Linked DNA regions of Danio rerio: all the other regions are linked to region 1. The links are chromatin contacts, called in public Hi-C, HiCAR-type and Micro-C maps. All regions are on one chromosome and are shown on one strand. Each heading gives the region's core, a stretch centred on a gene start, on an enhancer-like site or on the middle of the called end of the contact. The rest is flanking DNA. Distances are from core to core; before and after follow the strand shown. Region 1 holds the start of msl1b (MSL complex subunit 1b). Region 2 overlaps arhgap12b (Rho GTPase activating protein 12b). Region 3 holds the start of arhgap12b (Rho GTPase activating protein 12b). Region 4 holds the start of acsf2 (acyl-CoA synthetase family member 2). Region 5 holds the start of tap2t (transporter associated with antigen processing, subunit type t, teleost specific).

Region 1 (5,592 bases), core at 1,594-4,093:
TTCGCCTCTTCTCATCAAGCTCTAACTTGGCATGTCTTTTCAGGAAAACGCTGTCATCAAGACTCTACACAAAAAAAAAAAACAATTAATGACAGTGAACATCATAGCCAAGATTCCTGTTCAACACAATTGACGAGTCTTACTTCAGGGAGATCAGCTGCATCCTCCTCCTTCAGGGGTTCCATAATGTTTTCCCTCCACGATGGTACTGGGAAAATAGTTTTCACATAACAATTAGTAAACCAGCGTTTAAATAAGGCATTCTGTATTTGAACCAGAAACTTACTTGCAACATCCTCTTCTTTCTTAGGACAATCTTCCTGTAATGATGAATCTGGAGGCTCCCAGCAGCATAAGTACATTTCAGTGGTTGTCATGTAAGGAAGTTCATCTGCTTCTTTGCTGCTTCCTTCCTCTGCATGCTGGTCTGTCTTTCTGGACGATTTCCCAGTGCTTGCCTTCTCTGGGGTCTCCTTGCTCCGCAGCTCACGCTGACATGGCGATGGCCCTCTTGTGTCTGATTTTTGGGGAGTTGTCCTTGAGGACTTGCCTCTTGACCTTTGCGTCTTTGTTTCGGTTGCGCTTAATTTTCTAGATTAGTGATTACAGCTCAAATCAGCCAAGGCAAAACCAGTTTATGACCAAACAATTGATTTGAAAAATAAAAATCACAGAAAAAATGACAATTAAAAATAGCCTATTCTTACCGCTTTTGCACTTTGCCACTTGACTTGGATGCCTGAGTTTGTGGGCTGTCGCCTAAATCTGATTCCCAAAAGTCATCGGTGTCTGGAACCCATCTCTCTAAAGGCTGGAAGAGCCTCTTGTCACGTGGTTCCTTGCTTAACAACTGCAAACGACGTTCCATTCGCTCAATGCGGGCAAGCAGCTGTTTGAAAGAAGATCACATTCAACAGAAATAAAGTGAAAATTGTTGCAAGTACAAGCAATAAGCCAAAATCATATTATCAATCAAATGTTGGGGCCAGATTCAGCATAATACCTGTAATCTTCAGTATGACACGATCCTTAGAAAAATCATTCAATATGCAGATTTGGTGTCATGTTTGGATTATATTTAGACAACGCAACCCCAATGTTTTAACTTCAAAGTTGTTGCTCATATTTTGTGGAATAATCTTGATTTTAGTCACGAAGGTTTTCTGTACTCTTCTAAGAATTTGAAATTTGGGGAATCAAATCATTAATATAAACAAACAGCTTTTATTTGACATGGGTTTTCTGACACTTTTGATCAACCGATTGCATTTTCTGCTCAAAAAAAGTTCTAACCCTAAGTGCACATACCGTGTCTCTGTCTGATTTGAGTTCATCTATTTCCTTGTCCTTAGACTGCAGCTGTTGCTGTTGTTGCTCGATCAAGTCCAGTTGAAGCAACAGCAGTTGTTTAAGGCAAGTGGCTTGTGCATGAGGATTACCACTGATCTTCTTCATATTGGTCCTTTTACCCTCGGAGTGTTCGTGAGATGACCCCATAGTCTCTTTAGCATTTTTCTCACCAACAGGGTCTCTAGAATTAATATGAGAATTCATGGATACAAACTCTGGCTTGTTATCAATGGCGTTGGTCTGTCCAAAAGGAGTTTTACTTTTTACAGGGGTGCCTTCACCCCCCATTTGTTTAGCTTGAGATGACAGTGTTTCTGTGCCCACAGAGCCAGCCTCTGAAGCCACGATCAACTCTCTGCCAGGCTTTGAAGGCAATGAAGCCCGTTCTAAGTTCTTTTGCGAGATCAGATGTTCTCTAGTGTCGTCTGGTGTGTCACATAGAGGATCTCTGAGCTCTCTTTGGACACTAACTGGATGTCTTGTTTGAGATGGGCTGAAGTCACACTTCTTTGAGTACAATCCTGCTTTAGAAAAGCATTCGGGTCGCATATTCATGGCGAAGGAAAACCTCTACACGATGAACCATGGCTCCAATAGAGGCTTGTCTGCAGACTTGAAAAACATAAATCGTAAAATAAGAATCAAGAAAGCAAAATGATAATTGATAGTTGCAAATGTTTGTTTCAAGATCCCACTGAATGCATTGCAATTATGAAAACTGCACACAAAATAACGCAGGCTTCCTGTCTATGTTTGCAACATGACTTCCACTACAAGGTTATATAAACCCACTCCGTGATCAAATATTGAAAAAAGCACCAAACGCAATCACATACTAGACAGCCATAAATGTTCACTGTCCAAATCAGATCACTGAATCTCACTACCGATAAAACATGCACGCACTTATTATACCAAACGTTACAGCTAGACGTGGTTTGGTTTTCGGTTTATGGTTCAAGAGGCACGAACCATTTTAACTTGAGCTAATAATAAATAGCCTGCCTCCATTTTGATCCTGATGCTAGCTAGCCGCTGTTAGCAAACGAGGTGCTAATATACCAAATCGTTTTCGTTATACTGCGAGTTTGCCAGCATTCTATACTACATGTCTATGTCGGATTTGCAAAAACCAATAATCAGAACAAACAGGTCCCAAATGAGCGTTCTATCCTACTTTTATTGCTGTTTGTCCCCCATTTTCAGGCTCGAATCTGCACAATGTCCCAATATACGAGTGCGTTTGTCTCAGTGCGCATGCGTTTTGTCAGGACGTGTTTACATTCAAAGTGATGGGGTTTGCGAGCAATATTAAAGGTAAAATAAGCATACACACGTTTATAAACATTCGTATCGTGTACGGTTTTCTTTGCGTATTGAATCTGGCCAAGATAGTGAATATATGTTCGGGAAAGTAAGTATATGGGAACGTATTTGTCTGGCGGAGGCAAAATACGGACCATACCGTACACACTTGGGGAGAAAACCTCGCCAACGTCATTTCCTCTGACGTTTTGGCACTCCTTCATTTCTAACTTTATTTACCAATGTTTAATAACAGTGCTTTGCCAAGTGCTTATTTTGTAGCGATTTGGTTTTCTACGTTTTTTAAACCTATGTATTAGCCATAAGTGGATGAGAGTTGGAAAAAATACATTTAGTGAAATATCATGTAGAATAATTTTGTTTACACATGTTGTTTATTGACTTTTGTTTGCCATAAATGCAATAGAGATAGGCCCATAGCCAGCCTAGTGAAAAGGCTGGTTCTTTTTTCCCAAAATGTTGACTTTTTTGCAGTTATTCGATTTAATTCATGAGATTTTTTTCTATTTAATTATAAGATTTAAATTCTGCATTTTAGCGACATTGTTTTGCTGGATTAGCTTGTCTGATTGTCACTTTTTAATGGACCAAAACATTTTCTAAAGATTTAAAATAAAGATATATGAAGGGCATTTATTTTAGGCTACTTTGTATCAGGGGGAAAATAGGAATCTGTTAAAGTTTAAAGATGCTATTGTTATTTATTAGGCGAATAACAAACTGGCCAGCACATTCAACTGTCCTCAGTCTCAGAATGTAATGTGTTTTTTTTCTTTTAAGAATAAGGTCCAAGATTTAGAATAAAAGTTACTTATAGAGTGTTTTCTCTATATCAACAAATGAAAGTTGACTTTTGCATCACAATCCACTTGGTCTTAAGGAATTTTTCGATGGGTTATTTTGATAACTTATGATGGCATAACAAGTCTAATAGGACAAATGAGCTATTGTATGGGATAAATTCTGGACCTTCGTCAGTGGGGGGTGGGGAAACTCTGTTTACGGGCCTGAGAGAAATTACTGCAACTTTGTAACTGTATGTTTGTGCGTATGTTTGTGTGTGTGTGTGTGTGTGTGTGTGTGTGTGTGTGTGTATGTGTGTGTCATTGGTGTTTCCCAATTAGGCCATTGCCTGAGCAAAACAATTGTCTAAAAAGTGTTGCTGAAACGAATTTCAGTAATTTCTTTAGTTCAGCTGTAAAATATGTAATGTTATTTAGAAATGTATATTTCACACGGACTTATTATCTAAACATATACAATTTGTTTTCATTAGGAGCATGTATTTACTGTTTTTTCCTTGTGTGTTATTAGTTTAACCAGCAGAGGGAGATGTAGTACAGTTCATTAACATTTTCTAACGCTTTTTCTCTTGTCGCCGAGATTCATTCGCAGCCTAAATGCTGTGTGTACATAATTATTTTATAATGACTAGGCCCCAACCTCACTGACAAAGGTCCAGAATGTGTCCCATACATGAGCTCATTTGTCCTATTTTGACTGCTATGCCATCATAAATAGTAAAAAATTACCTATTGAAAAAGACTTTAAGACCAAGCAGAATCGTGGTGTGACTTAAGCTAATCAGTTTTGGCCAATGCAAACAATTGTTTTTATAAGTCAAACTGTGCAAGAAAACATCTGACATAAGAGAAGTCATCTTTCTTATTTTCATCTTTCTTATTGTTTTTGAATAGAGAAAACATTTAACAAGTAACTTACTCTAAACCTTGGACCTTATTCTTGAAAGAAAGCAAGACCAATAAAAAAGCGTGAAGCACCAAAAGCAGCCCATATTACAATAAGTTGAAACACTATTTTAGCCATTGTTGTTATCCATTAATTTTTTAATAAACTTTTTTTACAAGTAAACTTTTTTTTCCATCTCTGGGAAACACCCATACACATTCATTCACATTAACTACGGCCCATTTAGCTTACCCAATTGACCTGTACCATGTCTGTGGACTGTGGGGGAAACTAGCACATGGAAGAAACCAACACGTGCCAACACGGGAAGAACATGCAAACTCCACACAGAAATGCCAACTGACCCAGCCGAGGCTTGAACCAGCAACCTTTTTGCTGTGAGGCGATTGTGCTACCCATTGCGCCACCGTGCTACCCCTTTAATGATATATGATGTAATAAATTTGTATTTAAAAAATAAACATGTTGTCATGTTTCTTTAATCTAAATATTTAGGAAATATTTTGGTAAATCAAAAAGAGCGATTTGAACAAGCTAATTCAGCTAAAATGTCACCTAAATGTGGTATTTAAATCTCTTAATTAAAAAGAAAATGAGGTGAATAACTGCAAAAAAGGTCCACTTTTTGAGAAAAAAACACCCTTTACACCAGGCTGGCTACTGGCCTGAGTTAATTAAGTTAGGTTCAACAGTTCCCTCTGATGGAAACTACATTACATGACAGATCAGGGATAGATGTGCTCTCCCCCTCTCTCTCTCTCTCTCTCTCTCTCTCTCTCTCTCTCTCTCTCTCTCTCTCTCTCTCTCTCTCTCTCTCTCTCTCTCTCTCTCTCTCTCTCTCTGTATTTGTCTAAAAACTTAAGCTCATTAAATCACTTGACTTATGTAATCTGTTGATCTAAGGTGACTAAGGCTAATGTAGATCACATCATTGTATTTATGAGTTTGTGTGTTCACAGGCTGTTTTTGTTCATATTGTAACTTCCTTTAAACAGAACGAAAAAGAGAATGAGAGACAGAGATGTGGAGTGTAAAACTCGAACTGACTTTATCACAGTTTGCAAAATCCAAGTTTGTGTTAGTACTCAAAATAAGTCTTGGAGTGTGTTCATACTTGGCAGGTTCTATTTAAGTGAAGTTCATTTATAAACTAATTTCGAGAGAAGAATATACTTATGACTGATCACAGCTCGACCCACGATTTTC
Region 2 (5,558 bases), core at 3,009-5,508, 320 kb after region 1:
TTCAGTGTCCAACTTAGGAAAATATTCCTATTTTCCCAAAAAAAGAGTGCATAATGGAGACTGACGATCATCCATAATCGTCCAAAAGTCCATCCGGCTTATTCTAAGCCAAAAATTGACAACCAAATGGCAGAAAAAAGGAAATAAATGTATATCCTCAAAATGCTAAGTGCATAAAGAACCTTCCTGTGTTCACTGTAAATCCAGTCATAGGTCACAGTAAATCCACTCTTGGTCCACAGCAGTTTTTGTGCGATGGATATGAGATGTTAAACGTCTGGCATTGTGTCATAAGCAGATGTTCTTCTACCTGCCAAATATGTTCTCGTACTCCAGTAGGATGAGTTCTACTATTTGGTTCTGATAGACCATATGAACAGCCATATTTCCAGTCTCGATCTCCGGCCGCAGCAGGGTCGGGCCGAACACGATAGCCACACTCTGGGTCGTCATCCTGTTCACTTCGCCATGATCGATCACTCTGGAAAAAAAGCAAGTAAATTGGATTGAAATGTTACCATGTCGCATGAAGAAATCCTAAATGCTGAATTTGTGGTAGCATCAAATCTTCCCAACACCGGCGACTTTACATTAGGAGAGATGTTTGGGTATTGTGGTTAAATTACACAAACACAACAGATGCATTTTCCCTTGTAACAGCGAAATGTCAGACCGTAATTTTTCCGGGACGCTTTGCCGCCGTCCTCCATTTTGAGTTACAGTGGGCCGAGAGCCATTTAAATGCAAATGGAGGTAAAGGCAAATGTCATTGTGCGTGTTTGATATCGCAATTACGATTGAGACTCAACACCGGTCTTGAATTACATTCAGACTAGCACAGTTTCATACAAATGACGCACTCTATATGTCGAGTGAAAATGGAGTTTTGTTGCTGTTTATTTCCTGCTTCATTTTAAGTTGAAGAAGCCTCAGGTGCTGTAAGTATACTGAAAGAGTTGAAGATTGTCTTTAAAGGAGACAAACGCATTTGGCTGAACATGTTGTTGCTTCCAATTTTAAGATGATTATGGGAATATCTAAAGGAAAGGAAAAGCAAGGGGCAGTTTGAACACCGTTCTTGATAACTGAAAGCAAAAGTAAGGTGAAATACTGTAGAAATGAACAGACCTCACTTGAGTGAACAAGACAACTCCCTAAAGAAAGCCTGAAGTGATTAAAGATTGATGGGACTCTCACCTGGCACTGAGGAAGCGGCTTTATAGCTTATGATTATTTTAGGGTTTGGAATGTATGTGATAACAGAGGTAGAGTTAACAATTTATGGTTATAAAAAGTCACTTCATAGACCTAAATCTACAAGAAAGATAAAGGAGTAGTCATTATAGTGGATTAAGAACTGGATTGCTGGAAAAATCTTTTTTAGTTTTTAGTTTTGCCTTTACAGGATTAACAGTTTGATTCTTTAAAATAACACAATGTTTTGGCTAATATTGTATTATTTGCAGTTGCTTTTATTTTTATGAGAAGGAAGGGTGGTGAAAGTTGCTGAAAAGTAACTATACATTTTGGTTTCAAATAAATGCTTTTCAAAACCTATTCACAGGCTATTCTCATCATTGCTAATCCTAATAAATGTTACTTGAGTACCAAACCAAATAAAACCACATAAAAACATAATTTTAAATAAATGTATATTTGGTAAGTGTAGAAAAAGAAAACTTATTTTAAAAATATTAAAAGATTTTACCAACAAAAAAATTTTATTATTAATAATTTCTCTTTTTTTTTAATATAAAAAACATGTCTCTCTTTTTACATACATTCTAATCTGTAGACAATTTAAATGAATTTGTGTGTGAGAGTTTTTATATTACATGGCAGGAAGAAATATATACATTGAATACTAAATTCCATTACTGGTCAAAAGTCTGGGGTCAGTTTTTTTTTTTAAAGAAAATTATTCTGTTCATCAAGGCGATATTTATTTAATCAAAAAATGTTTAATTGTAAAAAAAATTATTACAATTTTAAATAAATGCTTTCTTATTGTATGCAGTTTCAAATGTAATTATTAATCCAGTGATTATTGTTTTTATCACCATTACATTAACAACAACAACAACAACAGCAATAATAATAAATAATATTAGAGTAAGAAAGGATCATACGACTCTGAAGACTGGAGTAATGAAGCTGAAAATTCATCTTTAAACTCACTGGAATAAATGATTAAGTTAAATGATAAACTATTTTTGAGCAGTTATTTTATAGTACAATAACAATTTACAATTTTACAATTTGTACTGTATTTTTGATTAAATAAATGGAGCCTTGGTGATCAGAATAAGCTTATTTTAAAAGATTTAAAAATTGTACTGACCCCAAAACTTTTGACCGGTAGTGTATTTGATCAAATAATATAAATCACAGTCTTTGTACTGGATCTGTAAAATCCAATATTGTACATTTAATTGTGTGTGCTCATATCCTCTATTTTTACATTTAGATTATATTTGCCAACATCTGAACCTCATAGAAAGTCAAATTGTCGACTGTCAAATGTAATTTCAGGTCTCAAAATAATAATCTACCTTTACACTGTGCATATGAATGAAATACAATGTAATGATGTACATATAAATTCATATATATACAAATATATGTACTGTATACAAGTATACAGTTGAATTCAAAATTATTAGCCCTCCTAACAATAATATATATATATTTTTTTCTTTATCAATTATTTCACAAATGATGTTTAACAGAGCAAAGAATTTTTCACAGTATTTCCTATAATATTTTTTCTAGAAAGTTCTATTTGTTATATTTAGGCTAATAAAAAAGCAGTTTTTTTTAGGTCAATATTATTAGACACCTTATGCAATATATTTTTTAAAGTGTCTACAGAACAAACCATCATTATACATTATATTATTAGAGGGATTTGCCTTATTTACCCTTACTAGCCTAAATAACCTAGTTAAGCCTTCAAATTGCACTTTAAGCTGAATACTAAAACGCTGACAAATATCTAGTAAAATAGTATGTGCTGTCATCATGGCAAAGATCAAGAAAATCAGTTATTAGACATTAGTTATTACAGTTTTTTTCCAACTGCTTACACACAAAATCTTGTCACACAATTTCTGAAACATCCCACTCAAAATGGAAAAACGACACAGCAAATTTCCACAACCAGAAGCTATTTCTCATCCTTATACTCAGTTGTAAACTGCATAAAACACTTTTTACAAAACACTACACACAACTCTCTACCTAAAACACAAAAATCTAACAGGAAGCCACTTTCTTTCCTTTTCCAAACATAACCAATCAAAATGCTACACTTATTGACATGGCACACACACTCCTCAAATGTGCAAACACTAATTTCTTAACTGATCACTAAGCAATCATTGTAGTGCAGACCTATAAATAGATCAAAAGTAACAGGACACTGGGATGTTCTGGAACAAAAAATCCACAATTTGTAGTTTTATACCTACTGCAGTCACCTTTTCTAAATAATACATTCTTTTTGTTAGAAGTTTAGAAATTCCTTTAGAAAAGAATAGAATAATTCTTCTCAGCCTGATGCTGGCAAGTATAATGTAGTTTGTAAATCTTCTCCATGAAATGGACACTTCTCCCACAGAGACCCTCCACTGACAATTGTGTTTTTACTGTATTCTGGAGAATATACTTTTGCTTTACATGTTTGCTTTTTACATTTGTACTTATTATGTTTATGGTTTTGTTGTATGCTACTGTATATACCAATAATGTTTGGCCTAACAGATATTTTTTGTTTCTACATGTGATTGGTGTTTACAGTGTACCTGTTCCCCCTCTCAGCCGATTATTTTCACTGTATAATATTGCATTGAACTGTAGATATAAGCTACAGTTTATGGCATATGATGTGTGTTTATGGAATTTCGAATGTAGTGTTACATTTTGAAAAATGAAAATGTAAGGCATTTTGCATTTCGTGTGCGCAGTTTTGAAAATTGTGTGTAGTCTTGAAAAAAGGTGACACGGCTTTAAAAATGTGTGTGAGCAGTTGGAAAAAAACTAAAACTATTATGTTTAGAAATGTGTTTAAAATTGGGGAAAAATAAGTGATAATATTTATTATAAATTATTATTATTTTAGATTCATATATAAGTAATAATAATTCAGGAGGGTTAATATAAATCTGACTTAAAAATATACAAACTAAATATTGATTTAAACATGACTGTATCAATTCCAATCTAATTGTGCCTTTTTTATCCACAATGAACAAATTTCAAGATGACAGTCGGGACACTACAAGAGCCCGAAGCGTCAGCAACACAACAGTTGCTTCTCCACATCTGCCATTTCCTATGAAACTCCTGAGGTTGATGTCACTGTCAAGAACTGTTTACACAGGCCGTTAACTAATCGAATTACATTCCCACTGCATCACAATCATAGCCAGCCGCGCCTGGATTAACAACAGCACCACGCGCTCACACTCTCCACCATACAGCCCTTCATATTCCCTCTCCGTCACAGTCTCGTGTGCAGTGGCGATGCATCAGGAGGATGTGGTGTTCAGTCTCTTTCTGTCCCTCATAATGATGTAGTTGGCCAGTCTCCAGGTCTGTCCCAGTAATGGATACAGTGAGATAACTCGATAGAGGCTTGCTGTGCAGAGCAGCAGCCACACCCTCCATATATACCTCCAACACTCACATTTACCAGAGCTGCCCACAGGGTTGCCACTTTAAGCTAAATATTCATTTCTCTGACTTTTCTCTCACAGTATGGAATAACATGTTGCGGTTGTGCTTATACGACAATAATGTGCTAAAATATTAAGATATCAAAATAGCAAAATTTGGTAACACTTTAAAATAATGATCCATTAGTTAATGTTAGTTTATGTATTTGCTAACATGAACAAACTATTAGCAATACAGTTATTATGATTTTTACTTATATCTGTTAATGTTACTTGACGGTTTTTTTAAATAAATAATGTTAGTTCGTCAATTCACTGTGCATTAACTAATGTTAACAAGCACAATTTTGGATTTTATAATGCATCAGTTAATGTAAAATATGATTAATAAATGCTTTACAGGACTATTCATACTAACAAACATTAACTAAAGGACCATTTTTCTAAAGTGTTACCTAAAATGTAAATATTGCATGACTTTAATATACCCACTGTGAGAACAATAATGGATCATTTACCTAAGATTTATTTTGAGTTGTTGTAAAATGCTCCTTCTCTCATATTTGATTGCTCGATAGTAGTGTTATATACAGGAATCAGAGAGTAAAATTCTATACCTTTTATAAGACTCTTTCCATACATTTTAAGACCACTTTAGGCCTGAACCGGTAACATTGGCGACCTTTTAAATATAATCACTAAATACTGATTGTAAGAAACAAATCCTAGACTAAAACATTATTTATAAACTTTATAAACATGTTAATCCAGAAGGTGTTGCTTATAGAACAGCAGAAATAATGGTGCTACCGTGGTTACTGCAGTAAATAATGCAGTGTGACATTAAATATAGCAGAATTTTATCAATTTTTTTAACTACAC
Region 3 (5,298 bases), core at 418-2,917, 410 kb after region 1:
TGTTCAACAGAAGAAACACTCGTAGAAATTTTCAAGCTCTGCTAGAATTTGGGTTGAACTATCACTTTCAACTCCTTTTTACATAACACTGATATTACAGTGCATTTGTTTCATGTGCCAAGCAGGGTTCTCTGTGTGTAAATTGTGAATATAATCACCTTTTTATTATTGAAAATACCTTCACCTACAAAATATACCACAGTTATTCATTTACAACCTAGGAAGTCACAAGAGGTGCCATTTATGTTCACACTTCGCAATTAAGCAAATAATACCCTATTCAATTAAATAAACAAAAGTGTTTTGTTCATTACAGATTATATTTAAAGACAAAACATTTATAGAATGCCAATTAAGCAGTCTCAGCTGTATTTCAGTTATTTAATTATGTTTATAATACGAAATCTGGCAAGTCTCACAACAAATTAGAATAAAATGCTACATCTAGTGTCTTGAGTGTCCCTTGTAATGGCTTGATGCTCTGAAATGGCTCTTTGTCATTCATCTCGCTGACTTCAGAGTAGCTCTCTTTTTGATTAAACTATTTATCATGCCGACAAACAACCAGGCAGAATAAATCGGGTTTGTTTGTCTAATCCACTCAGCCACTTAGCAGCCGTGAACACAAAGTGACCTTGCAGGCGGGAAACGCATTATCGACATTACTTGATTTTCAGCATCAGAAAATTCTCTCACACGTCAAACGGCATTTGCTTTCCTTCCAGCGGTTCATTCATTCAATACAGATGCAGATGAGCACTGTGAGCCATCGCCACAGCCCAAAGCAGACCACAACTAGAGGACCCGTTTCCCCTGGTAACCCGCCTTTGTTTGGGTCGGCTGCACTGGTCACTCATCGCGGTCGACAGTGCGGTCCCTCCCCGGGCGAAGGCGACAGCGAGGCCGCGGGGGAAAGGGGGAAGGGGTCGGTTCGGTCCATAAACTTTTAAACAAAACACCAAAAGTACGAACTAACAGTTCTACCCAAGAAATGTATACTGTGATCAATTACAAGTGATTTGACATCACAATAATTTAAACAAAATGATTCCAAAGGGAAAGCCAACACTAGTTTTCCAACGTTATCCATAATAACAACAACTTTGATGAACCGTTTGAACCCCCTTGACTGATGACAGAAATCTAATCAAAACAAAAGCTGAAATAATAATATACACAGATACAAATGTACATAATATGAATCATCTCATAACAAGACGAAAGTGTGACTGGCTATCAACTGCGTGTTAAAACACATGGCTGTAATTTAAAAGCCTGATGGGAGTATTTTGCCGCAGCATGATAGCAGGTTCCCCCAAACCACGAATCCCCAAAGCGGCTTTAGTGGCTGGCCGCAAGGTAGCAAACCGCTGTGCAACAATCAGTCCCCAGTGCTCGCAACAATGCAACTCTTTATATTTACAACAATGCGCCTTTGAAGCATAAGAATGAACGCAGAAACTGCCCATACTGACCTGGCGTTCAGGGGGATCTGGGAGCGGCCATGCCCGTTAGTTGGAGAGTCTCTGAAATAAACTTTTCCCTTTGCAGTCCTCGGCACTCGTGTAAAAAAGATAGTGCTCGGCAGCAACACAAAACACACGATCTGACCGCCTCGCGCTTCCAATCGCAGTCGGTCTCCGTGGGTGAGCGAGTGCGCGTTCGCGTCACTGCGCGCTCCCGCCTGTCCTGTGTGAAGCTCTGTCAGACTGCTGATGCTCCTGTGTTACCGCATCAGGCCCCCTCGTGGGGTTGCAAGGCTCTTGATCCCCCCTCTGCTCAGTGGAAAGCAGGCAGAGGCGTTTGCGTGGTTCTGCATGCATAACTTTGGGTCACTGGACTTTATTATACACTAAACCTTTATTTTATGTTTTCTATTGCATTAAGCAACGTGTATTGCAACAGTACATTAAAAACTTTCAGCAAGCTCCTCTCAATTTGTTGCAAAATCTTTTTATTTGCAGTTTTATCTTGCCATCAATTTTTTTTATTTTCCAAAACTGACAGAAATTGATAGGTATGTGGTAAGAGAATGATTTAAAATTTGGATTTGAGTGTCACCCAGTGGCTGTTTTTGGTACAATGCCTAAACGAAATCTCTGAAGAGCTTTTGTGATATCACTTTTTTAAAATTTGAAACATAACTTGATTATAAATATGACTGTAATTCATTCATTTGCTTTTCAGCTTAGTCCCTTTATTAATCAGGGGTCACTATAGTGGAATGAACCACCAACTTATCCAGCATATGTTTTATGCATCGGATGCCCTTCCAGCCGCAACCCATCACTGGGAAACACCCATAAAAATGCATTGAGTGTGTAAACTAGCGACATTAGGAGATAAGAAATGCAATCCAAAATATTTGTTTCAATGTAGGGCAGTTAAAGGGTTAAAAAGTAATTATATCCAGCACACTTATGAACAATTCTAAAATAGTTTTTGCATGTATGTGAAGTTAAATTTGCTTCATGAATCATTTGAATTTACAACTTAAGTGTACATTGACAAAATGTCCACCAGGGTGAGACATTTGTCAGCTGTAAAATGCTCTTGCTAAAGATTCAAGCATTTCTTAAATAATTATTTTTGCACAGTGTGTTTGAATAAATTAAAAACATACATTTGCCAGTTACCTGAATATTCACCTTGACCATTAGGAATAAACCCCTACAATAATATTTTAATCGCTATTCAGTTATGCTTGTTGTTGGCAAGTCTGACTTCACATAGTTTACTTAAACTGAATTAAAATACTACATTTGAACCTAATTTTGATCAGAGGTATTAAATCAAGGAAAATACGATTTTTTAAATACATATATTTTTATTTGAAATCATTTTAATTACTTTTATTTTAAAATAATAGACAACAGTTCACAACTTCCGTTTCTAAGCGGAGGTAAATGCGCTTGTAGTCCTAATCCGAACCCCTTACCGTTAAAAAATGCACAAAAAAACTACAAAGACCATTCTGCTTTTCAGAAGACGTTTAAAAGGTTGCTGCGCAGTGTGCGGTAAAGGATGGTAAACAGAGGTTCGTTGACTTAAGTAAATGAAAGTACGTTTTTAGCTGGAGGTACATAAAAAAAATCTATTTCAGTATAATTTCTGTTAAAATGACAATAAACAAAATGTGGCTAGCTTAAAGTATATCGCCTCAGCAATGTAAATATAGTATCAAAATATATTTAAGTCGTTTTTATTTGGCATCACCTGCTATGGACCTGTCATTGCGCACTTGCAAAAAGTTTGTCCATTTGGACCTAAAAGGGGCTCCTCCTAGAATTGGTTACTTCATTGAGGTAAAGTTACTGCTTAAACTCCTACGGTCTAAATGTTTGCTTTAAATCTTAATAAAGAATCTTACATGTGAACTCAATGATGTGTCTTCAGTTGATCCAGTTATTTGCTGATCTTGGTGCCAATGGGTTGCTCATTGAATATGAGGATATGTTTCCTTATGAGGGAGAGCTGCAAGTTCTTCAGTCTAAATCTCAGCCTCCATACAGGTGATATGTGTATTTCAATAATATTTGAGTATTTGTTTATTTGTTTGAGATTTTAAATGACAAAATCCCTAATATCCAAACAGCCGAGAGGAGATTGCGTCTATCCAGGATGCTGCCAGTAGCAGAGGGCTGGAGATCATTCCGCTGGTGCAGACGTTTGGACACTTGGAAGTAACTATTAAACTGATATTTGTCATTTACACAGTTGAAGAAATTTCTAGTTCAATATCAAATTGCCATAAATGAAAAACCATTAATGTATAAATATGGAGACACACAGACACAGATTAGTTTCTCTGCTTGCTAAGGCTGCACTAAGCTGCATTTGCTGAATTTATTTTTTGAATGTAATTTATTTCCTTGATTCTATTTATTCATTATATCGGTTATCACTGTCACACTATTTTTCAGAACTCATTAGAATACGATTTACTGATTAATTACTATTGGTGCTCAATAATGGTAATTAATAACAATTCTTTTTTTTTCTGAAATGTATTTTTGAGCCTTATTTTATAATTTTATATTCAGAATTTTAAAAGAGCTGAGGAGTACATACATTATAATTTACAGTACTTTTTATACATGTACATTAAGACTGGAATAATGCCTAATAAACTTTCGAGAAACCAACAGTTTTAACTAAAAACTGACCTGTCTGTCAGGTGTAGAAGAGCCGGAGTCAAATATTCAATTAAAGATATTTTAATAAGGATAGTTTTCATTAGCAGAAGCCAGCTTTAACACTCGCAAAGAGTTTGTAGGCCGTTCTGCTTACAATCTCAAATCATCAGCAATTATACTGTAACATGACGTCACTAACTGCATCACATCTGATTGGTTAAAACACAGATAGACTTTTCCACAGATATCTCCAATCTCCAATATTCCAAACAATATCTCCAATGATTACTTTGGCGTCAAGCATACAAGCGTCAGACAACCAGTAGGCTATTAAGAGCTGACCCCAGACCTGTAAGAATGACCCACCAAAGAATAGAACACACAAACAAAGTACAAACTGTTTTATACTCAAGGCTGTTTCCAATCATTCAAACGTCTAACTCCACATCAAGGTCTTCATGACCTCTAAATAGGCCGGAAGATCCTTTTGGTACAGAAAATTCAATAACAAACATAATTATTCCAGTTTTGACACTGAAGAGGGATGAAACTAGGCATGAGACGATAACCGGTTTCAAGGTTAATCATGGTTTGGAAAAGTCAAGGTTTTAAAACCGCCACAATTTTTTGTTATACCATTCCTAAGGTATATGTAAAAATTTTTATGTGTTATTGAAACTAATGAAGTTAGCAGTCAATGATTTGTGACATGTTCCCCCAATGACATGTTTGCTGTTTCAAAATAGTATATATGTTTCCTAAAATAAAACATATTGTGTTCAATAAGGGTATTATTTCTTTTTTTACCCAGACATTTAAAAAAAAAAGTGTTTTAGAGCAGTAATTACAATAATGTGATACCATGAACTAGTGATATTTTCATCCAAGGTTATCATACCATCAGACACTTATACAGACCCGTGCCTAGATGACACTAAGGTCATCATATAATCTAGGTTCTTAAACATTCAACTTTATTAATAATAATAAAGACATAATAAAAGATATGTGTTACTCCATCCTGCAGCAGACATACATAAAAAAAATTCACTCTATCAAAACAATCAGCTTTGAATCACAGGAATAAATTACTTTTTTAAAATGTATTCAAACTGAAAAAAATTATTTTAAATTTAGTGACCATTTCACAATAATAATGTCT
Region 4 (4,967 bases), core at 1,200-3,699, 500 kb after region 1:
CTTAAATTATGATCTACAGTTGAAGTCAGAATTATTAGCCCCCTTTGAATTGTTTTCTTCTTTTTAAAATATTTTCCAAATGATGTTTAACAGAGTAAGGGAATTTTCACAGTATGTCTGATAATATTTTTTTCTTCTGGAGAAAGTTTTATTTGTTTTATTTTAGCTAGAATAAAAGCAGTTTGTAATTTTTTAAACACCATTTTAAGGTCAAAATTACTAGCCCCTTCAAGCTATACTTTTTCTGGATAGTCTACAGAACAAACCATTGTTATACAATAACTTGCCTAATTACCCTAACCTACCTAGCTAACCTAATTAACCTAGTTAAGCCTTTAAATGTCACTTTAAGCTGTATAAAAGTGTCTTGAAAAATATCTAGTCAAACATTATTTACTGTCATCATGGCAAAGATAAAATAAATAATAAATCAGTTTTGAATGAGTTATTAAAACTATTATAATTAGAAATGTGTTGAAGAAATCTTCTCTCCATTAAACAGAAATTGGGGAAAAAATAAACAAGTGCTCTAACTATTCAGGGGGGCTAATAATTCTGACTTTAACTGTATATAGGGGTTGCACGGTCCAGCAAGAAGGTCGCTGGTTCAAGCCTCGGCTGGGTCAGTTGGCATTTCTGTGTGGAGTTTGCATGTTCTCCCCGTGTTCTTATGGATTTCCTCCTGGTGCTCCGGTTTCCCCCACAAGTTCAAAGACATTTCTTATAGGTAAATTGGGTAAGCTACATTGTCTGTAGTATATGTGTGTCAATGAATGAATAAATGAATGATTATGCATAGCAGATGATGACAGATGTTTGATATCTCTGCTGATTTGACTTTTGCACAAATTACATACAGGACCACTTTGGTTTTATCTGCAGCACTGACTGTAAAATGCTTCCACAGAACTTGAGCAAGTATATATATATATATATATATACTTTAATTGTTAATCAATATCTTTTTACCTGACTGGACAAAATCTGTGCCGTCAGGGTTGTTTTCCAATAAATGTTGTCAAATATTTTGTTATTAAAGCATAAGGAATAATGGAAGATATTACCTGAGCTGTTGTGGTAGAGGGATACAGTAAAGCCCACCGTTCTTGCAGAGTGCATAAAGTCGATGTTTATCATCACTTAAATCCAGAAAAGTCACCGAGTCTTCAAATTGAATCACGGTCTAAAAACAACATACATGGTGTGAGCCTGCGGCAAAGTATATCACAGAAGTATAACACAAAATTGACAACAGCAGACATTCACTTGCCTTGACTTTTCTGTCCTGCACACTGAATATAAGCACATCTCGGTGTCCGCTGGTCAAGAAAAGATTCGTGTCCTCCCGAATGAAGCGAACTGAGTCTGACTGACAGTCACTGAACTCTGATAAAAACTCAACACTGCACCGAGCCGCGGCCATTATTGTGCCTGTTGTACATTCTTTTCAGAGTTTATTGAAACTTAAAAGACGCTTCTGCTCGTAGACTAATAGCTATCAGATTTAGCCGCATGTTTGTGACTGTAACTAACTGTTTCGTGTACCCGCCATAGACTCTACAGTGACCAATGAGGGTCAAGGCTCTTCCTCTTCTGCCTGTCAGTTTTAGTGCACTGCCATCTTTCGGTGAACTGCGGAGAAGCGATTTCAAAACCAAAGTAAAAGTAAGCGATGTCCAAAGTAAAGGTAATCAAAACATCACTGAAATATCAGTGCCGCTGTACGTTTGTGTTGTATTTTTTATAAAAATTGTTATCAAAAGTAACAATGTACTCTTGACAGTTTTCAAATCGAGACTGTATGATATTAAACACGCGATTGAACCGCTCTAAATTAGTTAACTAATTTATAATGGCATTTTTTATTTATTTGTGGTGTTATTGTTGATGTAATTATTAACGTAATATTTTTGTTTCATATTTTTAATGGAAAGCATCGTGACTTTTTGAACAGAATAGAAACGCAGTAGGGGTTCAATCTTCAACTGGCTGGCAGGAACCGCCAGTGGCGGGTCACGTGACCTGCCACTGGCTGGTGGCAGCCGCCAGTGTCCAACTGTCGGGTAGCATGACCTGCCAGTGGCAGCCGCATTTTACCCGGCAGTTGACAACTGGCAGCCAGAGCCAGGTTGGAAGACATTAACAACTGGCTAGTGGGTCAGGTGTCCTACCAGGGGCTGCTTGGTAGCAGGGAACGTCTACCCAAGCAGCTCAGTTTCACAGTGCTTAAGCCCTCTGAGTGTGGCGTCTAATTAGCACTCTCTTTCTGGGGAATCAAATTATTAATTTATGAAATGTATAGTCTTCATGGTATTCTGGTTTACATACCTTATATTTGCAGCAAAAATATTCCAAACAAGGTTTTCAAATGACCCTTTAACAGACTGGTGGGATATTGACGCTAATCAACTTGTAGTCACCAGCCAGTTGGCTCAGATTCAATTCAGTGAATGATTCACAAACAGTTCTTTCACATCCTGAATTGTTTGGAACAGCTTTCCTTTCACTCATAACTGAAATACGGAGCACATTATTATACGGAAAACAAGGAGAATGCTCCAGGGTAACATTTTTATTAATTTCAACTAAACCTTCAAATACATTTTTAACGTATGCGACGACGAAGGTGCTCAATAGTGTGGCCATAGCGACTTTCTCAAAACAAAATTTAGCGTAGTTGAATAGTAGGTAAAAGCGAAACTAGTACAGAAAGTAAAAAGAAATTAAATGTTAGCAGATGTCAAGCTCAACCACACACACACACACACACACACATATATATATATATATATATATATATATATATATATATATATATATATATATATATATATATATATATATATACACACACATAAATACATATATATATATATATATATATATATATATATATATATATATATATATATATATATATATATATATATATATATATATAATAATTGATTGAATCAGCCAGACTGTGCGTGGGGGTGCGTACTGGGTCTTGTTCAACGACGTCTTGCATTCCTTTACAACTCACGCCCCTCCTTTTCAATGCTTTGACCATAATCATAATGTTTTTGAGAACTACAAAATGTAGTATAATATAGTAAAATATGTGAGCCTATATATTTTCCACTCACCATATAATTCAAATAAAAGACCATGCAGTATATCAGAGCACCATCAAATTTCAAGAGTGTGATATGATGTATATGTTAGATTGTGAATCTTGCATTTCTCCAAAAAAAAAGAAAGAAAAAAAAGAAAGAAAAAATGTAGTGTAATCATTTGCTTTAAAAATTCAATTTCAACGCTGTAAAGATTAAACGTGTAGGCTAAATAAATGTAAAGCTAATGTATGGCTGAACTTTAAGCTTCCTGATGTGATCGGGTTTGCGTCCTCTACAGTTCATATTCCGGTGCAGCTGCTCGTCTTACAACTTCAAGTGTTGTTGTTGTGGATCAACGATTAACTTTTGGGAACTTTGGGACCACAGTTGCACTCGGCTCCGCTTAAAAGTCGTGAACTCGTAATTTAGTTGATTGCAGTTAATTCGGGGCTGCTTTGTTTTTAGTGCTTCTGCATTTTTAGCGTATAATGCGCCTGCATGTGTTTGGAAACGTGTTTTTGTTTGTTTGATTGCAGTCGCATCGAGTTTCTGAATTAAAAAGCTGCGCTCAGATTCTTCAAAGTTTACTTCAATCAGAAAGGCGAAGCTGAAAGAAAGATGTCTTCTAAGATTCTTCTGACTAATCTACGAACATCTGCGAGCTTCTGCAAAACCCTGAAGTTTCCGCAGAGACCCTGGACTCCTTTCATTGCTTCCCAACAGAGCTGGTAAGAACTATAAAACATGCATATTTTATGATTTGTCTGACGGAAGCTGTCAGACACGAGGCAGACTGCTTTATTTAGATCTGCTTTTGGCATTGTGTCTCCATATTCCTAGAATCTCGAAAATAACTCAGACTTCCGATGGACTGCATAAAATCAGTTGCTGACTAGTGATTATGTAATGATTTTAACCATTTAACTGACATTGCAAAGCAGATGAATGGGTTTCTGTAGTGAGAAGATTAACAGTTTCATCCGCTAAAAAAACAAAACAAAACTGGTTAAATGTTGTCAGATGGTCTCCCAGACTTGTGGCAACTATTATGGTTAGTGGTTGAGTTTGTCGCCCAGCACCGCCTGTTTTGAATGCCTCCCTTATCCAACACTCACTTGTCCATTTTTTTTCAAAAACAGACACACATCTATATATATTGATGGACTGAACATGACTGAATGATTTTTCTTTGATTATATAATGATCATACAGGTATAATGCCTTCATTTCAATATTTGGATGTACTATTTGTGTAACGTTACTACGTTTTTCTTCTGTTGCTAATATCATTAGAATATCAAGTAAAGATAATGCTCCATGAAAATATTTAGTAAATTGTCAACTGCAAATATGTCAAAACTAATTTTTTTATTAGTAATATGCTTGCCAAGCACTTAATTTGGAAAACTTTAAAGGCATTTTTTTCATATATTTAGTTTTTTATATCAATATAAATAATCTAAATAAATATAATAATATTTATAAACCCTCTAGATATTAAAAGAGTACTAACATATATATATATATATATATATATATATATATATATATATATATATATTTATCAATTAAAACATTGTTTATTGAGGTTTCAGGCTTGTGACTGATTTTGTCCTGTGGTACAAGTACTAATAAATATACTAAGTCAGAAATATACTGTATATACTAAGTCAACATACATATTTAAATATGAAACTAAAACTGCCATCAGGGAGCTGATTATGTCTTAAGTTATTAATTCATAAAACGTACATTGTTCCAAACCTGTAATACCTTCTCTGCTGATTACAAACAATAACTCCTTTATGAGTCTAATAGCAGAGTCACAGTTTTCAAAAAATAGTTAAATTAGTTTAGTTGTGTTTTTTG
Region 5 (4,978 bases), core at 857-3,356, 480 kb after region 1:
ATCATATGTTTTATCCAAACATAATAAACCTAGTAAATATTTCATATGGTCTCTTATTTTTTTCCATACCTACAGTATATCACACTGTGTTGTTTTATAGTGCACTAAAAGACCTGACCCTTAAAAGGATGATTTGATGTCTTTGGTCCAGTTGTTTCTAAAGGGTAGGAAAGGTACTGGATAACAAACTGCTTTGCTATTGTTGCACATGGGCTACACCAATACCAATATTCTTTAACCAAGATGATTTTAAAACAATGTGCTTTTTGTATGAGAAGTTTTCAACATGTACCATTTGGGGTGTTTGATTGTGTGTTTTGGATTTGTACAGGGGTTTGAACTGAAGCACATTGAAATCGAGTGTCATGAATTGTAACTTTACTGCTGAATACAGAGTGTCACATTTCATTTGCTGATTTTTGTAAACTCCTCATGTAAACTGATAGTGGTCTTGCCATAGTTTCATTGTTGTTTTGTTACTTTGCCAAAGCATATCTGAAAGCAGAAAGGACACTGACAGACTATCATTTTTATCACAAAGTGTAATACAATATATTTGCAGCAAAAAACAACAACAACATAAAAGTTTATTTCTGTACTTAGTTTAAATTTATTACTAAAGATGAATAAAGAAATTATCGACTGAAGAAAAGTCTTTTTTTTTTTTTTTTAATTAATTTCAAGAAGAATTATGTTTCAGCTTATGTGTTTTCTGTTTTGGAGAGAAGATTTTTTTCAACCCATTTGTAAACATAATACTTTTCAGTCCCTTAAAAAGGAAAACGTTAGATTTTTTTTGACTGTCATTTTGTGCATTTTTTTATATTAAATAAATAAATAAACAAACAAATAAATAAATAAATAAAATAAACCGTAACTTATCAGCCTTTTAATAAAAAAAATTAACAACTTATTCCAAAACACCTGTTTTTAGGTGTTTGTGTTCATGATGTGTGTGTGTTAACTACTGTGTGTGTGTGTGTGTGTGTGTGTGTGTGTGTGTGTGTGTGTGTGTGTTTGTTTGCTTGTGTGTATGTGTTTGTGTGTGTGTGTGTGTGTGTGTGTGTGTGTGCGCGCAATTGGATGTGTTAAATGCAGAGCACAATTTCTGATTATGGGGAGGTAAACTTGACCATTTTTTTCCAAAATAAAAAGATGCAAAGTTTATGATACACTGTTAAAAATTATATGATCAGTCCTGACAGCATATGTTTTTAGTTCATTGTAACTAAAATTAATTTAACTCACTGTTAACAAAGTTAATCATGTTCTAACTGAACTTTATAAGTTACACACACGGTTTTAAGTCATTTTAACATAATATAAGTCCAATGGACTCATATAATTAATTTGATTCAACTTAAAAATTTAGGCCTACCAGAATTTTTTACAGTAATATTATATTATATTATATTATATTATATTATATTATATTATATTATATTATATTATATTATATTATATTATATTATATTATATTATATTATACTATATTATATTATATTATATTTATTATATTATATTATATTTTTTTAATCTTTCTAATCAATATTTGATGTACTGTGTAGCCCTGTTGTGATCTTGGGCTTTGTCCTGACTTTTTTTTCTAATATTTTTTTAATAATGTGATTATTGTATTTAATTTATGTGTTTTTTATTTTATTATTATATATTTTCATTATTTTATGGTTTATATGTTTGATTTATATAATTAAATAGTGTTGAATATTTTTCTAAAGACTGTAAAACTGATATTTATGTAGTAAAAAGGATATTATTGATATTAATATAACCATGTGTTTTATATTGCAAAATACCTGAATTTACGCCACTCCTAGTGCAAAAAAAAAAACAAAAAAAAACAAAGCAGTTTAGTTTTGATGCTGTTGGCCATCCATCTTCGTTTTGTTCACATTGCAGATGTTTTTATGGCCGTGACAGGGTCTTAATCTGGTGAGATGTTTTGTTCTCGCCGCTTCTGTCCCTTTAAAGCTGAAATGACACTCAAGACTCGTGTTGTTTGTTAAACAGCGCGCTCTGCCGGTGACTTGAGGAACAGCAGCCATTTGGTCGACGACGAAAAACATCGTCATGAAACGTCATACGCAGTATATACAGAAATGAACGTGTTGTGTGCAAACTGCCTCGTCTTAAGCAAACTATGAACCTACTGTAAGTCGTTTTTAAGAAGTATCTTGCTATTTAACTCATACTGAAGCTGAAAACGGATCTGACGTCGCCCACAGCTGCGAAAGTGAAACCAAAAGTGATCCTGAGACAAAATGCAACGAGGACAACAGATGGTAAGCAGACTAAATCTATACTCTGTTTATTGCTTTTATCTTCAGATTTATTTACAGTTCGAAAGATTCATGCTGCTGAAAACATCTATAAGCAGCCTAAGCTGGTCAACAGCCTTTAGTTTGGTTAAAGTTGCTTGGTTCCGTTTTTTTATTTTATTTCAGGTGGTCTCAGATACCAGACTGCCTAATGTCAACCATGAACTGATTTACATCAGGAGTTTTAAACCTTTGTAATCGCAATATTACTAACTTAAACCTTTCTTGTGTCATATGTCAAAAACCTAAATAGGTAAGGCCATAACAGCACAAAGTTAACAGTGAGGCAAGGAGAAACTGAAAGCAGATACATTTGTCCAGTTTCCATTAATTGGTGACATGTTTCTCTTTTGATATGCTGGAATAGGACTGACCGATTTTTTTTAGCTGAATAGTGATTTATGATATATGTGTTTTTGTATTGTTTACATTTTTGTATATGGAAGGCAATCTGGTCAATGTACTTCAGTGAAACAATATTTATTTTTAGACCTTATACATGCAAAAATTGTGATTATAACCACGCAGGCTATGCTATTCATTATGTTTAAAAAGTTAGAACCACATGACATTTTAACATTGTATCATGACGATCTAAAAATAAAAACAACACTTTAATGGTTAACTCAAACTATTTTGATTACCCACCGCAATCGTCACTTTACAAATACTGCTACCAAAACAATACAATTACAAACAACAATATAATACAATACATTACTTTTTAATACATTACTTACATTACAAATACAACAATGAAATACATTACTTGCAGGTTTAACATTCTACATTTGGCACATTTATTGTGCTCTGCCTGATTAGTGTGCAACATGTCTATTTTCACTTTAATCTTTACCTTAAACCATAGGTCTCAAACTCAATTGCTGGAGGGCTGCAGTTCTGCACAGTTTTGCTTCAATCCTAATCAAACACAGCCAATCCAACTAGTCAAGATGTTCAAGACTACTAGAGACTATTAAGCAGGTGTGAGTTGAAGGTTGTTGGAGCTAAACCAAAGGTCTTAAACTCAATTCCTGGAGGGCCGGAGCTCTGCACAGTTTTGCTCCAGTCCTATTTAAACACACCTAATCCAACTAATTAAGGTGTTCAAGAGTAGACTCGACCACCTTGATTAGTTGTATCAGGTGTGTTTGATGAGGGTTGGAGCAAAACCGTTTGAGTTTGAGACCTATGAGCTAAACTATGCAGAGCTGCAGCCCTCCAGGAATTGAGTTTGAGACCTTTGCCTTAAACCTTTATAGTCAAAATAGATTTTTGACATAGATTTTTGTTTTGCCACAACAATCCACAGGTCGTATTTAACCCAAATTCTTAACAATGTTCGCAGTAAACTAGATTGGATCATGGTTTATCTTTTGCATCAGGTTTAAGATGGATTCAGATCAGGCTCATGTCAGCGTCTCCAGGGTTGTCCTGGTCCACTTCTGTCTGCTGTTCTGTGATCTTCTCTTCTGGGCTTGTGTATGGGCGATACTGCTGTGGCTGGATGGAGAGGGCAGTCTAGATCTATGGTGCCTGTGGGCTCTCAGGACCATCACCTTCGCCGGGCTTTATTTATTGAGCACACTTGTCCCAGAAAGCAACCTTAAACCTCTCCTGAAGCGCTGGGTCGCACTGTTGAGCTTCTTACCTCCAGTGTTCGACAGTATGCAGATATTGCTGGATGGCACCCTGAGGGGCTTCAATCCTGTTCCTGATCCTGGTATGGTGATTCTCAGCTCTGCTACGTCGATCCTCATTTATATGGTGTGGGAAATGGCCTTCCCACATGGTGGATCATCTAAGGGTGGCAGAAACCAGAAGAAAGATGAAGAGGCCAGAGCACTTTTAATGAGGGTCATTCGCTACTCCAGGCTTGATTATCTTTATCTAGGAGCTGCTTTTATCTTCCTCAGCTTGGCGGCACTGTGTGAGTCTTTATCCTAATTTATCTGAACTAATCCTTGATTTTTTTAATGCACAAGGTTTTTCTTTTAACTAGATAGAAGAAACTATATTATCTTATAAAACAGATAGTTCCAGTGTTCTTTCATTTTGTCCTACCTTGTCAGAATTTCCTACCTCCCATTCAAAAAGTAGGTAGATAACACAATATGCTACCCATCAGATTTTGCTACCAGTGTAAATTTTAATGTGCAGTAGTGTGATATGAAGCTGCAATATCGCAAGGCATGGGCTGGTATAAGATTCTGACAGTAAGATGACCTTGAATAAAAATATCACGGTACCACAGTGTTGTGATTACTGCTCTAAAATACACTTTTTTTAAATGTCGGGGTAAAAACTAAAACTTTTTTTAGTTTTTGAAAACAATATATTTTATTTTTTAAAAGATTTATAATATTTTGGAGCAGTAAACATGTCAGGCTAAATAATTTAAATGAATCATTGAAATCAGATTTCTTTTCAATTTAAAACGGCATATTTGGATATTTTTTTCTGCTAAAAATACTGTTGTCTTAACAAACAAAACAAAAAATGTAAATATAAAATCTTATACATACCTTAGGGATGGTATTACAGAAAATTTTAGAGATTTTAAACCCTTAATTTTTCCACACCGCGGTATACCTCGAAAACGGTTATCATCCCATGCCTAAATATCGCCCTAACCTACC

The links. Hi-C and Micro-C count contacts between places; a contact is called where the count stands out from the background. HiCAR-type assays count read pairs that join an accessible place to other places.
Region 2: a contact with region 1 is called in a Hi-C map of embryo, with 3 times the contacts expected there. The contact joins the enhancer-like site here to the promoter of msl1b in region 1. A contact is called at or near these places in 4 of 18 Hi-C or Micro-C datasets (caudal fin, embryo, fibroblasts and 1 more) and 3 of 4 datasets of contacts at active chromatin or transcription factors (caudal fin, embryo and gastrula embryo).
Region 3: a Micro-C map of caudal fin shows a contact between it and region 1, with 5 times the contacts expected there. The contact joins the promoter of arhgap12b here to the promoter of msl1b in region 1. A contact is called at or near these places in 2 of 18 Hi-C or Micro-C datasets (caudal fin and hematopoietic stem cells) and 1 of 4 datasets of contacts at active chromatin or transcription factors (embryo).
Region 4: a HiCAR-type map of caudal fin shows a contact between it and region 1, with 6 times the contacts expected there. The contact joins the promoter of acsf2 here to the promoter of msl1b in region 1. A contact is called at or near these places in 3 of 4 datasets of contacts at active chromatin or transcription factors (caudal fin, embryo and gastrula embryo).
Region 5: a contact with region 1 is called in a Micro-C map of caudal fin, with 8 times the contacts expected there. The contact joins the promoter of tap2t here to the promoter of msl1b in region 1. A contact is called at or near these places in 1 of 18 Hi-C or Micro-C datasets (caudal fin) and 2 of 4 datasets of contacts at active chromatin or transcription factors (embryo and gastrula embryo).

Annotation. Positions count from the first base shown.
Region 1 is chr12:28,833,543-28,839,134 of GRCz12tu, reverse strand. msl1b (MSL complex subunit 1b) reads right to left here and starts at 2,843. Exons shown (of 9, transcript XM_686625.11): 1 at 2,528-2,843; 2 at 1,309-1,962; 3 at 708-889; 4 at 287-591; 5 at 144-208; 6 at 1-64. The coding sequence starts at 1,905. LOC141376811 (a long non-coding RNA gene) reads left to right here and starts at 2,608. Exons shown (of 4, transcript XR_012388034.1): 1 at 2,608-2,667.
Region 2 is chr12:28,519,216-28,524,773 of GRCz12tu, reverse strand. It overlaps arhgap12b (Rho GTPase activating protein 12b), which reads right to left. Exons shown (of 17, transcript NM_200874.1): 17 at 1-481. The coding sequence ends at 307. Among named protein-coding and RNA genes, the nearest start is that of arhgap12b, 100 kb to the right of the region's middle. Within about 2 kb of position 4,258, at least 3 of the 62 cell types and tissues checked have an H3K27ac peak or open chromatin away from gene starts, as enhancers often do.
Region 3 is chr12:28,418,500-28,423,797 of GRCz12tu, reverse strand. arhgap12b (Rho GTPase activating protein 12b) reads right to left here and starts at 1,667. Exons shown (of 17, transcript NM_200874.1): 1 at 1,476-1,667. hexd (hexosaminidase d) reads left to right here and starts at 2,991. Exons shown (of 12, transcript NM_001077167.2): 1 at 2,991-3,305; 2 at 3,397-3,512; 3 at 3,596-3,683. The coding sequence starts at 3,222.
Region 4 is chr12:28,335,547-28,340,513 of GRCz12tu, reverse strand. acsf2 (acyl-CoA synthetase family member 2) reads left to right here and starts at 2,449. Exons shown (of 17, transcript NM_001045419.2): 1 at 2,449-2,563; 2 at 3,635-3,826. The coding sequence starts at 3,717. It overlaps faap100 (FA core complex associated protein 100), which reads right to left and starts at 1,571. Exons shown (of 9, transcript XM_073918506.1): 1 at 1,271-1,571; 2 at 1,065-1,183.
Region 5 is chr12:28,356,863-28,361,840 of GRCz12tu, reverse strand. It overlaps tap2t (transporter associated with antigen processing, subunit type t, teleost specific), which reads left to right and starts at 2,106. Exons shown (of 13, transcript XM_009306749.5): 1 at 2,106-2,303; 2 at 3,688-4,269. The coding sequence starts at 3,732. It overlaps slc16a5a (solute carrier family 16 member 5a), which reads left to right. Exons shown (of 5, transcript XM_021480337.3): 5 at 1-443.